4 separate regions of the Sus scrofa genome follow, and all the other regions are linked to region 1. Evidence: chromatin contacts called from public HiChIP or PLAC-seq and promoter capture Hi-C data. All regions are on one chromosome and are shown on one strand. The core of a region is the stretch at or near the end of the contact, and the rest is flanking DNA. Distances in the headings are between cores, read along the strand shown. Region 1 holds the start of NDUFAF1 (complex I intermediate-associated protein 30, mitochondrial). Region 2 holds the start of JMJD7 (jumonji domain containing 7). Region 3 overlaps MAPKBP1 (mitogen-activated protein kinase-binding protein 1). Region 4 holds the start of MAPKBP1 (mitogen-activated protein kinase-binding protein 1).

Region 1 (2,517 bases), core at 8-2,507:
ATTTCCCTTACTGACTTGTTCAAATGATTTTCTCTCTCCACACACAAAAATTTGGGAAATAAGTGATAAAATGGAATTTGTACAATCAAAAAATGATTCTCAGAGTTCCTCCATGTCACAGCAGCTTAAGGATCTGGCCGTTGTCACTGCAGTCTGCTGTGGCTTGGTTCCATTCCTAGCCCAGGAACTGCTACATGCTTCAGGTGCAGAAAAAAACACCAAAAAAAAAAAGATTCTCATGAACACCATGCTTAGGCTACACTACTGAGTGACAAATAATGAGGAATTAAAAATGCATGTATACTGGAGTTCCCTTCGGTGGCTCAGAAGTTAACAAACCCTACTAGGATACATGAGGATTCAGGTTCCATCCCTGGCCTCACTCAGTGGGTTAAGGATCCAGCATTGCTGTGAGCTGTGGTGTAGGTCACAGACTCGGCTAGTATCTAGTGTTGCTATGGCTGTTGCATAGGCCAGCAGCTGTAGCTCGGGTTCCACCCCTAGCCTGGGAACTTCCATTCGCTGCGGGTGCAGCCCTAAAAAAGAAAAAGGGGAAGAAAAAAAAAAAAGCATATACGGTAACGATATAAGTATAAAAATGTAAATGTACAAACAAAAAAGATTTGGGGGTTAAAAAAAGGCTTACAGCCATGTGCAGGGTGATGGAATTATGAGTACCATTATTCACCCTATTTTCCAACCCCTCAGTAGTGTTATTACTTCTCTAATAATATAACGTTAGTTATGAATATTTTGTTTCATATTTTTACCAATAAACATAGTCAAAATCACTAACTGGATGATCCTGGGCTGAAGCTGGTGAGTTTTCATGGCAGCATAAACCATGAAGCTAAAAGCAAGCAATCTTACTGAAGACTGTATGTCCAGCGCTTACCACGTGTCAGAAACTATTCTAGGTGTACTTTAACTCCTCACAACAACCAAAAGAGGGGCTACTATTCCAATTGCAAAGATGAAAATGGAGGCTCTAAGACTAAATCACCCGAGGTATACAACTACTAAGCGGCAAACCTATCCCCAAGAGCCCCGGCGTTTAGCTCCTGATCCAAGACCGGGAGCGGTCTGGACATTGTCACGGCCCCTTCATTTCTCACCTGCTAGGGCTGTGTCGCCCTCGCAAGTCCCGACGCTGCAGCCCTCCCTCGCGACACCCCAGAGTGAACCTCCGCTGTGCTCCTGGCTTTTCCCCGCCGGCTACTCCACTTTTCCTGTGTAGGTCCATCTGCTTTTCCAGTCCGCAGGGAAACTGGGCCTTATGACACTAGAGTTCCGGTCAGGTACGCAGGTCGGGGGAAGAGTAATAAAGATCCCGAAGCTTAGCGAAATGAGGGTTATGGTCGACTAGCTTCCCAAAGGACCCGCTCCTCCTGCCCTTCCTGATCTTTTCTGCCCTATGTCAGAAAGTGGGGAGAATTTAGAGAAAATTTTCGCCTCCCCTTCCTGCTTTCCGCCTTCATGCTGCAAACTTCATCCTGTATCTTTCAAGTAGGACCCAGATATTGCTAATAACCTTGGCCCCCAAGAGCAGCAGCCCAAGAGCAGTCCACGGCCACAGAGCAGCCCAAGAGCAGTCCACGGCCACAGAGAGCTACTTCTCCTGGAATTAACCCCCAAAGAATCTTGGGAGACCCACCTGAAACTTGAACACCAACTCTCCTACCTGCCCTTCCCCAATCCTGCCCCGTGGGGTCGCCCACTCCCCAGGGTTTCGATTGTATCTTGCGCACCCCTCTGTTTAAGCACTTTCAACACTTGTATCTTAATTATTCATTCACTTCTCACTTCCTCCGCCATGCTGTGAGCTTCTTGGGTCCAGAAAGTACTCTTCTTCCTGTCCCCAGCACCTAACATAACGCTGGCAGGAATTAAGCCCTCAGCATGAATTCGAATGAATTGTAACCATTGGCTGTTAACACCGTTCTCCAGAGTACCTTCCAAGTCCTCACCAAATACAATTGCCTTTTCCAAGTTTCCTCTGTCACTCTTTTCCACTCTACACCTTTTCTGTCTTCAAATTTTTCTTTGACTTCTCCGGATTCTACTACACTTGCCTGGCTCTGCAACCTCCTTGAACTTTTTTTTTTTTTTTTTTTTTTTTTGGTCTTTTTGTCACCCACGGCATATGGAGGTTCCCAGGCTAGGGGTCAAATTGGAGCTGTTCCTGCCAGCCTATGCCAGAGGCACAGCAATGCCAGATCCGAGCCACGGCAAAGTGGGATCCTTAACCCACTGAGCGAGGCCAGGAATCGAACCCACAACCTCATGGTTCCTAATCGGATTCATTTCATCCTTAAACCACTGAGTAAGACCAGGGATCAAAACCACTATGGGAACTTGTCCTTGAGCTTTTTCTAGCTGCTTACTTTACTCTGTACTCCCACAACCTTAAATGTGGGTTTGTCTCCTAAGCCCAGCCTGTGCCTTCCTCTTTTCTAGTCACAGACATGAGTTACACGCAAACAATCCAAAATATGTTCCTCTAAACACCAACATACA
Region 2 (2,517 bases), core at 12-2,511, 440 kb after region 1:
TTGGGTAGAAGGAGCCTCCCCAAAGACAGCAGTGGGTGCTAGATACTGGAGGTTGAGGAGAGGGAGGCACATGGGACTGCAGCAAGGGCCAAGAGACACACTGGAAAGGTGGTAGGTGGGACAGGTAAGTGGTAGAGGTGAGGGGATAGATTAGAATTAGAAGGGCAGATTTGGGGTGTAGGGGAAGGAGATAGGGCACAGTGGGCAAGTAGATAGAGTAGGACCAGGTGGTGAAGCAGTTGTTGAAGAGTTGGGGTGAAGAACATGTGTCTCTGGGCCCAACTGCTTCCCTCTGCTTCCGGTAAGTCAGGGTAGCTCTACTGCAGCTCCAGGCCCCAAAAGCCCATTATCCCCACGGACTGGCCTTTGGGCCTTGCTGGCTCTAGAGGTGGAGGCTTAGAATGAAATTGGATTCTGAAGCATGCACAGCTCTGTTTCTGTCAGGCTGCGTGCACCTGAACAGGTGAAAGCTGTTTCACCCTCACTATTCTCTACTACCACCACTTGCATGGCCAAGCTGCAAAGAACTGGCCTGAGAATGCTCACTAAGCTGAGGGTGGATCCCGGGCAGGGCTGCAGCTCCCTTGTCAGAGTTAGAAACCCACTCCTACTGTACCCCTAACCTGCACACCAGCCGCCCACTCCAAGTGGGGATCTGAGCTGGGTTTTTCGCCATCCAGTCTCTTTCACGAGGAAGGAACTACACTCCTGCCAAGGTTTGTGAGGAGGTGGCCGCCCTTTCCCTACCCACAGCCCGGCGCCGGGGGCGTGGGGGTGGGGTCTTGTGGCCGGCGCTCATCCCCTTCTGCATGTGTGAGGCTACCGGCAGCTGTCACTGCCCCCGTTCAGATTTGCCCTGACCCAGTTTCGAAAGCCCCTTATTTATAACTTTTATACTTTGTCCAGGCCGTGGCGCTTCCCTCCTCCCCAGGTCTCAAGGGGCAGAGGCTATTTTTAACATGTCCGTTTGTATTGATGTATGAACTCATCAATAAACACAATCATTTGCTAACTAGGATGCCTGCGAGTGAGGCAGGCGAGAGAAGGCGCAGTGTCCCGTCAGGTGGGGTGGAGTCAGTCGTCTGAGGAGGTGGGGATTGGGGGTGTGGGGGAGGCTGGAGGCGCAGACTTCATTGGCGGAGAGTGGAGGGGACGCCGCTGGGAGCCTGGCGGAATGCGTGAGCCGCAGGGAGGGGCGGGGCCTCGGAGCGGAGGCGGGGCCTTAAGGGGAGAGGGCGGAGCCTCGGGCGGCAGCGGCGTCATGGCGGAAGCGGCTTTGGACGCCGTGCGCAGGGAGTTACGAGAATTCCCGGCTGCGGCGAGAGGTGAGTTGGGTGGCTGGTCGACCGACCTCCGAGCAACCTCAAGACCCTGGAGGGACTTGCTGGGAACCGGGTCCCAGACATTCTGTCGTGGCCCTTCCCACCCTTTCCTGTTGTGAAGGCTTTAAGGTGGTCGGTTCACTCTCTTTGAACTCTACTCTTCACTCAGGAAAAGACTCCTCCAAGCTGGGAGCACTACAGACTTTTTGGGAGGATTGGAGGCGGCTGTGCTGGTGATCCCTGGCTCTTCCTCTGCTGGGTTTTTATTTTTCTCCCTCTCTACCTTATTTTCTTTTTTCTATTTTCAAGTAGTTTCTTATCACCGAATAGTAACACAGGGACCTGGTTTAAAAAACAGCGGACTCATCTTGCTGGTCTCTGCCTCCGCTCATATTGTTCTTTTGACCTAGAAGCCTTTCCCGTAAAGCCCCCAAACCTATTCAGTTCTTCAAAACCAACCTTTAATCCTAACTCTGTCCTAGAAAATTTCAGCCCTAATTGAGCTTCCCTATCACTGAATTCTATTATCTGTTTTCCCTTTTGCAACTATTATATACCTTCTGCTTTACATCACTTGTCACTTGTACATGTTAATCTAATATACCCAACTAGACTGTAAACCTGACCAGAACAAGATATACGTCTGCTAGACATCTCCAGCATCCTTCAAAGAAAACAATAAAGGAGCTAAAAATAAATATCTATTAAATAACAGCAGACTTATAAATTCCCTCCCATCCCAGGCTCCAGTGTGCCTCATCCAGAAGTACACTGTTAATATCCACACCCACGTATGACTGACTGTATGTCTCCGTTTTTATATAAATGGTTGCCTGCTAAGCACACTCTTCTGTGTATCTTGAAAATCATTTCATATCACGCTACCTCAGTCTTTTCCACACCTGTTACTAGTGTTGCAGTTTACTTAGCCCACTATTGGTAGGCATTTAGGTCATTTCCAGTTTATTTTCAATACTGTAACGAATACCTTGAGTATTTAACAAGTCCTTAGTAAGCACTAAGTGTGCCAGGCTCTGTTCATTATGTTTAGGCTTTATCACTTATATCACTGAACAAAACAAATCTCTACCCTCGTAGAGCTTACATTCCTTTTTTTTTTTTTTTTTTTTTTGCCATTTCTTGGGCCACTCCCACAGCATATGGAGGTTCCCAGGCTAGGGGTCTAATGGGAGCT
Region 3 (2,517 bases), core at 12-2,511, 410 kb after region 1:
AGTGCCTTTAAGGAAGGGTGTGTGCTTCTGTTTATGGGCAGGTCCCAGCCTGGCATGTGTACCTGGGAGTCACTGTCCTTCCAGGTGGTGTGTGGAAGCTTCCCTGTTGTCACCTTTAGTAGGTTTCTTGCGTGTTTGGCTTGGGCCAGCCCTGGGCAGTGCCCTGATCTACCCCCTGACCTTTTCATTTTCTAGAACTTTGAGTGCTCTCCTTGTAAATGGCCTTTTTCTGAGTGTTTCAGTTTTGCCCTGTGCTCCAGCTCCCTGATGTGTGCCGCTGAGTATCTGGGGGCCACCAAAGCCTGTGTGAGTCAGGCAGGCTCTTTCCCTCCCCCCTTCCTTCTCTTCCTATCTGGTGATCCTAACCCTACCTCCATCCCCCACTCTCTAGTTCCTACTGCGCTTGTTGCTCTAGGAGCAGCTCAGGTATCCTAGAAACAAGAAGAGAAACAAAGCTCAGAAAATTCTCCCAGAGGCCTAGAGGCAAATATCAAACCAAAACAAAGTTTTCTGAAAGGAAATGAAACAGCTCAGGGAGGGTTGGGTGGAGGGGACGTATGTCAGGCAGAGGTGGGTTAAAGTCTCTGGGTGGAGACCCCTCAAGTTTCAGTGGCCCCTGGGTCTCTTCTGGGGAGCACTCCCTTTGCTCTTATCTTTCCCACAGGAAGCCCACACTTCACCTGTCACATTTTAAGCCCCCCTGCCCTAGGAGGCCAAGCCAGTCCCCAGATAGCTTCTTTGAGCCTCTCAGTCTAGTTGAACACCCCATAATTGACTCGGGCCCCTTCCCTTGCTGGCTTGGTAGAGGGTTCGGGGCCTTCAGAGCCCAGCACAGCCCCTGTTGCCGCTGTAGAATCAGTGCACAGGATGGGTTTCTCCTGACCCTTGATGCCAGAGTGCAGGGCCTCATGCAGGGCAGCTACTAGAGTGGGAGGTGTCCTGGAAAAGTGTCTGGCCTTACTCAGCAGCCAAGGGGAGACTCTTGGTTGGTTTAAGTACGGAGGAGGAGGGAAAACCTAGTTCTCCTGAGAAGGCCCTCCATTTACTCAGCGTGTATGGGAATTTATGCTGAGAGCCCCAGCTCCAAAGCTTTGAACTATGTGTGAAGCCACAGACTCCCCCTGGACTGTCTGTGTTCCAGTGACATCTGAGCTGAAGGAGCACACAGCTACCTTCTTCCTCTCTGTGGCAAACACTGTGCAGGGGTTGCCAGGGAGTATGTAGAGTTGTGGAGAGACTGGCAGGCCTAAGGAAAGAGGATGTGTGGACTTGGTGCCCTGATGGCTGTGAATCATATATGAGGTCACTCACAAAGTGCTTGTTCATCAGTAGTCATTCATTTGTTTGGCCGATTCTTGTTGAAAACCTGCTCTGGGCCAAGCACTGTTCCAGCCACAGGATATATAGCAGTAAGACCGTGTCAGTGCTTTTGTGGGGTTTAAGATCAAGGAAGGTAAACAGACACTAAGCATATAAACAAACAAATGAGCAAGATAGTATCAGAGAGCGGTAAGTGTTGCAAAGAAAGTAAAAAGGAGAGCGAGTAGGTCCCTGAGAGTGGGTAGGGGTGGGACTACTTTAAGACCTGTGGTCAGGGCTCCGTGGGAGGTAACATTTGAGCTGCTATCTGAATGGCAAAGAGGAATCTATGGAAAAGTGTCTGGCCATGTGTGTGAAGATCCATGCTTCCAGATGTTGGAGACCTCAATTGCAAAGGTCCCAAAGAAAGAAGGACCCAGTTCACTTGTTTGACAGCAGCCATGGTGGCCAGTGGGTGTGAGGAAGGGGACTCAGTCCCTGCCTTTGGGACTTGGCTTATAAGTCTTGCAGCTCACAGAGAGCCCCCCTCTTGTCCCGGAAGGGGATGCGTTTAGAATCCCCTGGGCAGAGAGAGGCGTACTGGTAGCTCTACACCATGACCATATTATTCACTGGGTTTTTACCACCAAGTCTTTTCTCACACCTGTGGGGGGAGTGGTCTCATAAAACATCGGAGAAACAGAGATGCCAGTGGGTCTCATGGGCTGGCCTCAGAAGGTTACTTATTTGGAAGGCATTAGATTCTGGGTACCTAAAGAGGACCACAACCAAGGATGCCCTAGGAAACACCCTAGACTCTTTTTATCTCTTAGAAGAATTAAAGCTATAAGACTTCCCCTTTGGGAGTGAATGTGAAGGGATGGTTTGTAATTCCGTACCAGGGTGAGGACCCTAATGAGTCACTAGTGTCCAGCAAGTCCTGTGTGGGAACCATAGTTGGTGTGCCTGCAGCAACTGCTGACCCCCCTGATTGCTCTTTCCTTGCGATTGGTGCCCCAGAGAACCCTTCGAGAAGATGGCCAGGAGCACCATGCTGGTCGCTTTGCATATGACTTTTTTAGTTTGCACAACAATTCTACGGCATAGGTTTTTTTTTTGTTTTTTGTTTTGGCATAGGTATTTTTATTTCTGTTTTCCACATGAGGAAACTGAGGTTCAGAGAAGTTAAAGGATATGCCCAAATCACAAAGTTAGCAG
Region 4 (2,517 bases), core at 8-2,507, 380 kb after region 1:
TGGTCTTTTTGCCTTTTCTAGGGCCGCTCCCGAGGCATATGGAGGTTCCCAGGCTAGGGGTCTAATTGGAGCTGTAGCCACTGGCCTATGCCACAGCAACAGCAACACCAGATCCTTAACCCACTGAGCAAGGCCAGGGATTGAACCCAAAACCTCATGGTTCCTAGTCGGATTCGTTAACCACTGAGCCACGACGGGAACTCCATGGGCCTGGGACTATTATTTTCTGAGCTTAAAGCCTCTTCCCAACTTGGCACTTAAAAGGCTGCAGGGTTGGGAGTTCCCTTGTGGCACAGTGGGTTAAAGATCTGGTGTTGTCACTGCTGCAGCTTGGGTCACTGCTGTGGCACGGGTTCAAACCCTAGCCTGGGCATGGCCAAAAAATAAAGATAAAAAAAGGCTGCTTGGTACATACGTATCATAGACAATAAAGGTTGGATTAAATTGTGAAGGATTAAAAATATGTGGTTTTGGCCCTAAACTGGAAGCATCTAGATTCTAGACTAAAGAAATCTCTTCATTACACTGTTCTCAGTTTTTCGCTTAGATCAGCTTAGACAAGGAAAGCAGGAGCTTATATTGTCTCTGCAACTTCAGCTTCAGATGGGAATAAATTGTGGAGCATTTTCTCTGTGGGGATAAACCAGGGTAGCTTTGGATAGAAAATGTCCAATGGCATTTTGTAAACCCGTTTCCTGGCCATGAGTTACGTAGGTGAGAAAACCACTAGTGGACACAAAAATGATCTGGAGAGAATGAGGAACAACTTTAGTGGGTAAAGATGGTGGTTGCTGGGGAATGCAGCACGCAAGTAAGGACACCAGGTGGCACTCTTTATTCACTAGCATTGTTATATTGAGTTCTCTTCCCCACCCCGCCAAAAAAGAAAAAATCACAGGCTAGCAAGGAGTTGAGGAACCAATCCCTTTTCTTACTGTTGTGGCTAATGACTCTTGCTGCCTCCTCCAGATTTGAGAAATGTGAAAACTCCATTTTATATTTCATTACATCAGCAGTACATGGTTGAAGGGAAGGAAGAAGCCTCATACTTCCAGTAGCCATTGCCATTTGGTCTTCTAGGAGATGACTTTCCTGATCTTTGTGTCAATTTGTTAGCTTTACAGTTCTCATTTTAATACCTGCTGCGGTACACACAAGTACATACCTGTTTTGCCGTTTGTCTGTACAAGAGCCTTCATTTCAATCGGTTTAGGAATCTTTCCCTCTTGCTAACTTGTCATCTCCCCCAAGGGTTCCAAGGACCTGGATTGGATAAGATACATCAGTGTTCTGTTTTTCTGGGGCCCAAGTCTTTGGGCATAGGCTAACCTCTTTGTAAGGTAATTTCTCAAAGTAGCAGTGATTCGGGAAGGTTCCTAGAAAATAAACTTAGGCTGAGGTACATATGAAGTACTCTGTAAAGTATTTCTGTGCATGCTCCACCACACCCCCTGTCCCATGTGCTATTAAAACTATTAAATCTAGTGCCAGCAAGCTTAGAAGTGACCTCGCCAAAGGGAAAAGATTTCAGAAGTAAATTTTGACAGGAATATGGAAAGATCTGGAGGAACAAAGTCCTGTATTACTCTGGATGAGAACTCGATGGGACATTGGAGGCTAAAGAAACCATGAAACATTATTTCCCATAGGCACATCGACACACTTCAGCTCTCCGAAATCTCTTCTAGGCCATCAGCTCCCTCCCCTTTATTCTGTGGGGGCCAATTGTGTTGCCTAGTTCAGTACACTTCTCAGCGATCAAAAGAGTTACTCATTTCCACGTAGGTCAACGTGCTGGACAGGCGGCGAGCAGAAACTATTTTAACCGCTTTAAATCCCAGCGCTTGGGGGGTCCATGGGAACAGAGCCTTTTGGCTGTACCTCACTCTTGTAATTCTGAGCTGGAAGTTAGTTTCCCCGCTGGTCCCTGGGGCCTATCTAATGCCAATTGTAGTACCTTGGGGGCGTGGCTACCGTCTAGTTGGGGCTCTGGGAAGTGCATTTCTCTGGGGGTGACCAGGCCTGATAATACCATAAAAGGCTTGATTTTCTCAATTCTGAAGCCGCGTTCTGCAGACCTTCTTCTAGGAACAATACCCACGACTGCTTGGTGGTGAATCCGTGGTTCTTGGGTCCCTGCCCTTTACTTCCTGGGCTGTTTCGTTGCCCCGCCCCCACAAGCCGTAGCCGTCCACTCTAGAAACGCCCTCATGCGTACAGACCGCACCCCCTGCCTCGGCTCCTCCTACCCAGCCCAAAGCTGAGCCCTGGCGGTAGTTCGCGTTTTGAGCCGCTCGTGCCACCATAGCTTCTGCTGCCGCTGCCCCGGTGGAGCTGAAATCGCTGAGCGCGATGCCTGAGGGCGCTGTGAGCCGGGCGGCCCCGGCGCCCGGGGGCTGGTGAGCCTGGGCCCGAGCGGGGGCGCTGGCGAGTGGCAGGGGCTTCTGAGGGAGCTGAAAGTGAAAAAGGTCTAGGGCTCCTGTGGAGGGCCGAGAGCGAGCTCAGGAGGGTCGTGGG

Evidence for each region. Promoter capture Hi-C pulls out the DNA fragments that hold promoters and counts their contacts. HiChIP or PLAC-seq counts read pairs in DNA pulled down with a chosen protein or histone mark.
Region 2: a contact with region 1 is called in an H3K27ac HiChIP or PLAC-seq map of alveolar macrophages. The contact joins the promoter of JMJD7 here to the promoter of NDUFAF1 in region 1. A contact is called at or near these places in 1 of 47 Hi-C or Micro-C datasets (retroperitoneal adipose tissue) and 1 of 2 datasets of contacts at active chromatin or transcription factors (alveolar macrophages).
Region 3: an H3K27ac HiChIP or PLAC-seq map of alveolar macrophages shows a contact between it and region 1. The contact joins the enhancer-like site here to the promoter of NDUFAF1 in region 1. A contact is called at or near these places in 3 of 5 promoter capture datasets (fetal liver, fetal skeletal muscle and liver), 7 of 47 Hi-C or Micro-C datasets (alveolar macrophages, embryonic fibroblasts, fetal heart ventricle and 4 more) and 2 of 2 datasets of contacts at active chromatin or transcription factors (alveolar macrophages and skeletal muscle).
Region 4: a promoter capture Hi-C map of liver shows a contact between it and region 1, with 6 times the contacts expected there. The contact joins the promoter of MAPKBP1 here to the promoter of NDUFAF1 in region 1. A contact is called at or near these places in 1 of 5 promoter capture datasets (liver), 1 of 47 Hi-C or Micro-C datasets (embryonic fibroblasts) and 2 of 2 datasets of contacts at active chromatin or transcription factors (alveolar macrophages and skeletal muscle).

The regions. Positions count from the first base shown.
Region 1 is chr1:129,967,220-129,969,736 of Sscrofa11.1, reverse strand. NDUFAF1 (complex I intermediate-associated protein 30, mitochondrial) reads right to left here and starts at 1,257. Exons shown (of 5, transcript XM_021097468.1): 1 at 1,116-1,257.
Region 2 is chr1:129,532,030-129,534,546 of Sscrofa11.1, reverse strand. It overlaps JMJD7 (jumonji domain containing 7), which reads left to right and starts at 1,261. Exons shown (of 8, transcript NM_001204244.1): 1 at 1,261-1,325. The coding sequence starts at 1,262. It overlaps MAPKBP1 (mitogen-activated protein kinase-binding protein 1), which reads left to right. Exons shown (of 32, transcript XM_021097365.1): 32 at 1-1,012.
Region 3 is chr1:129,557,270-129,559,786 of Sscrofa11.1, reverse strand. The region is part of intron 3 of MAPKBP1 (mitogen-activated protein kinase-binding protein 1); the gene reads left to right. Among named protein-coding and RNA genes, the nearest start is that of JMJD7, 25 kb to the right of the region's middle. Within about 2 kb of position 1,261, at least 30 of the 83 cell types and tissues checked have an H3K27ac peak or open chromatin away from gene starts, as enhancers often do. A contact at or near this core is called in alveolar macrophages, mesenteric adipose tissue and retroperitoneal adipose tissue, where this site is marked.
Region 4 is chr1:129,587,824-129,590,340 of Sscrofa11.1, reverse strand. MAPKBP1 (mitogen-activated protein kinase-binding protein 1) reads left to right here and starts at 1,257. Exons shown (of 32, transcript XM_021097365.1): 1 at 1,257-2,399.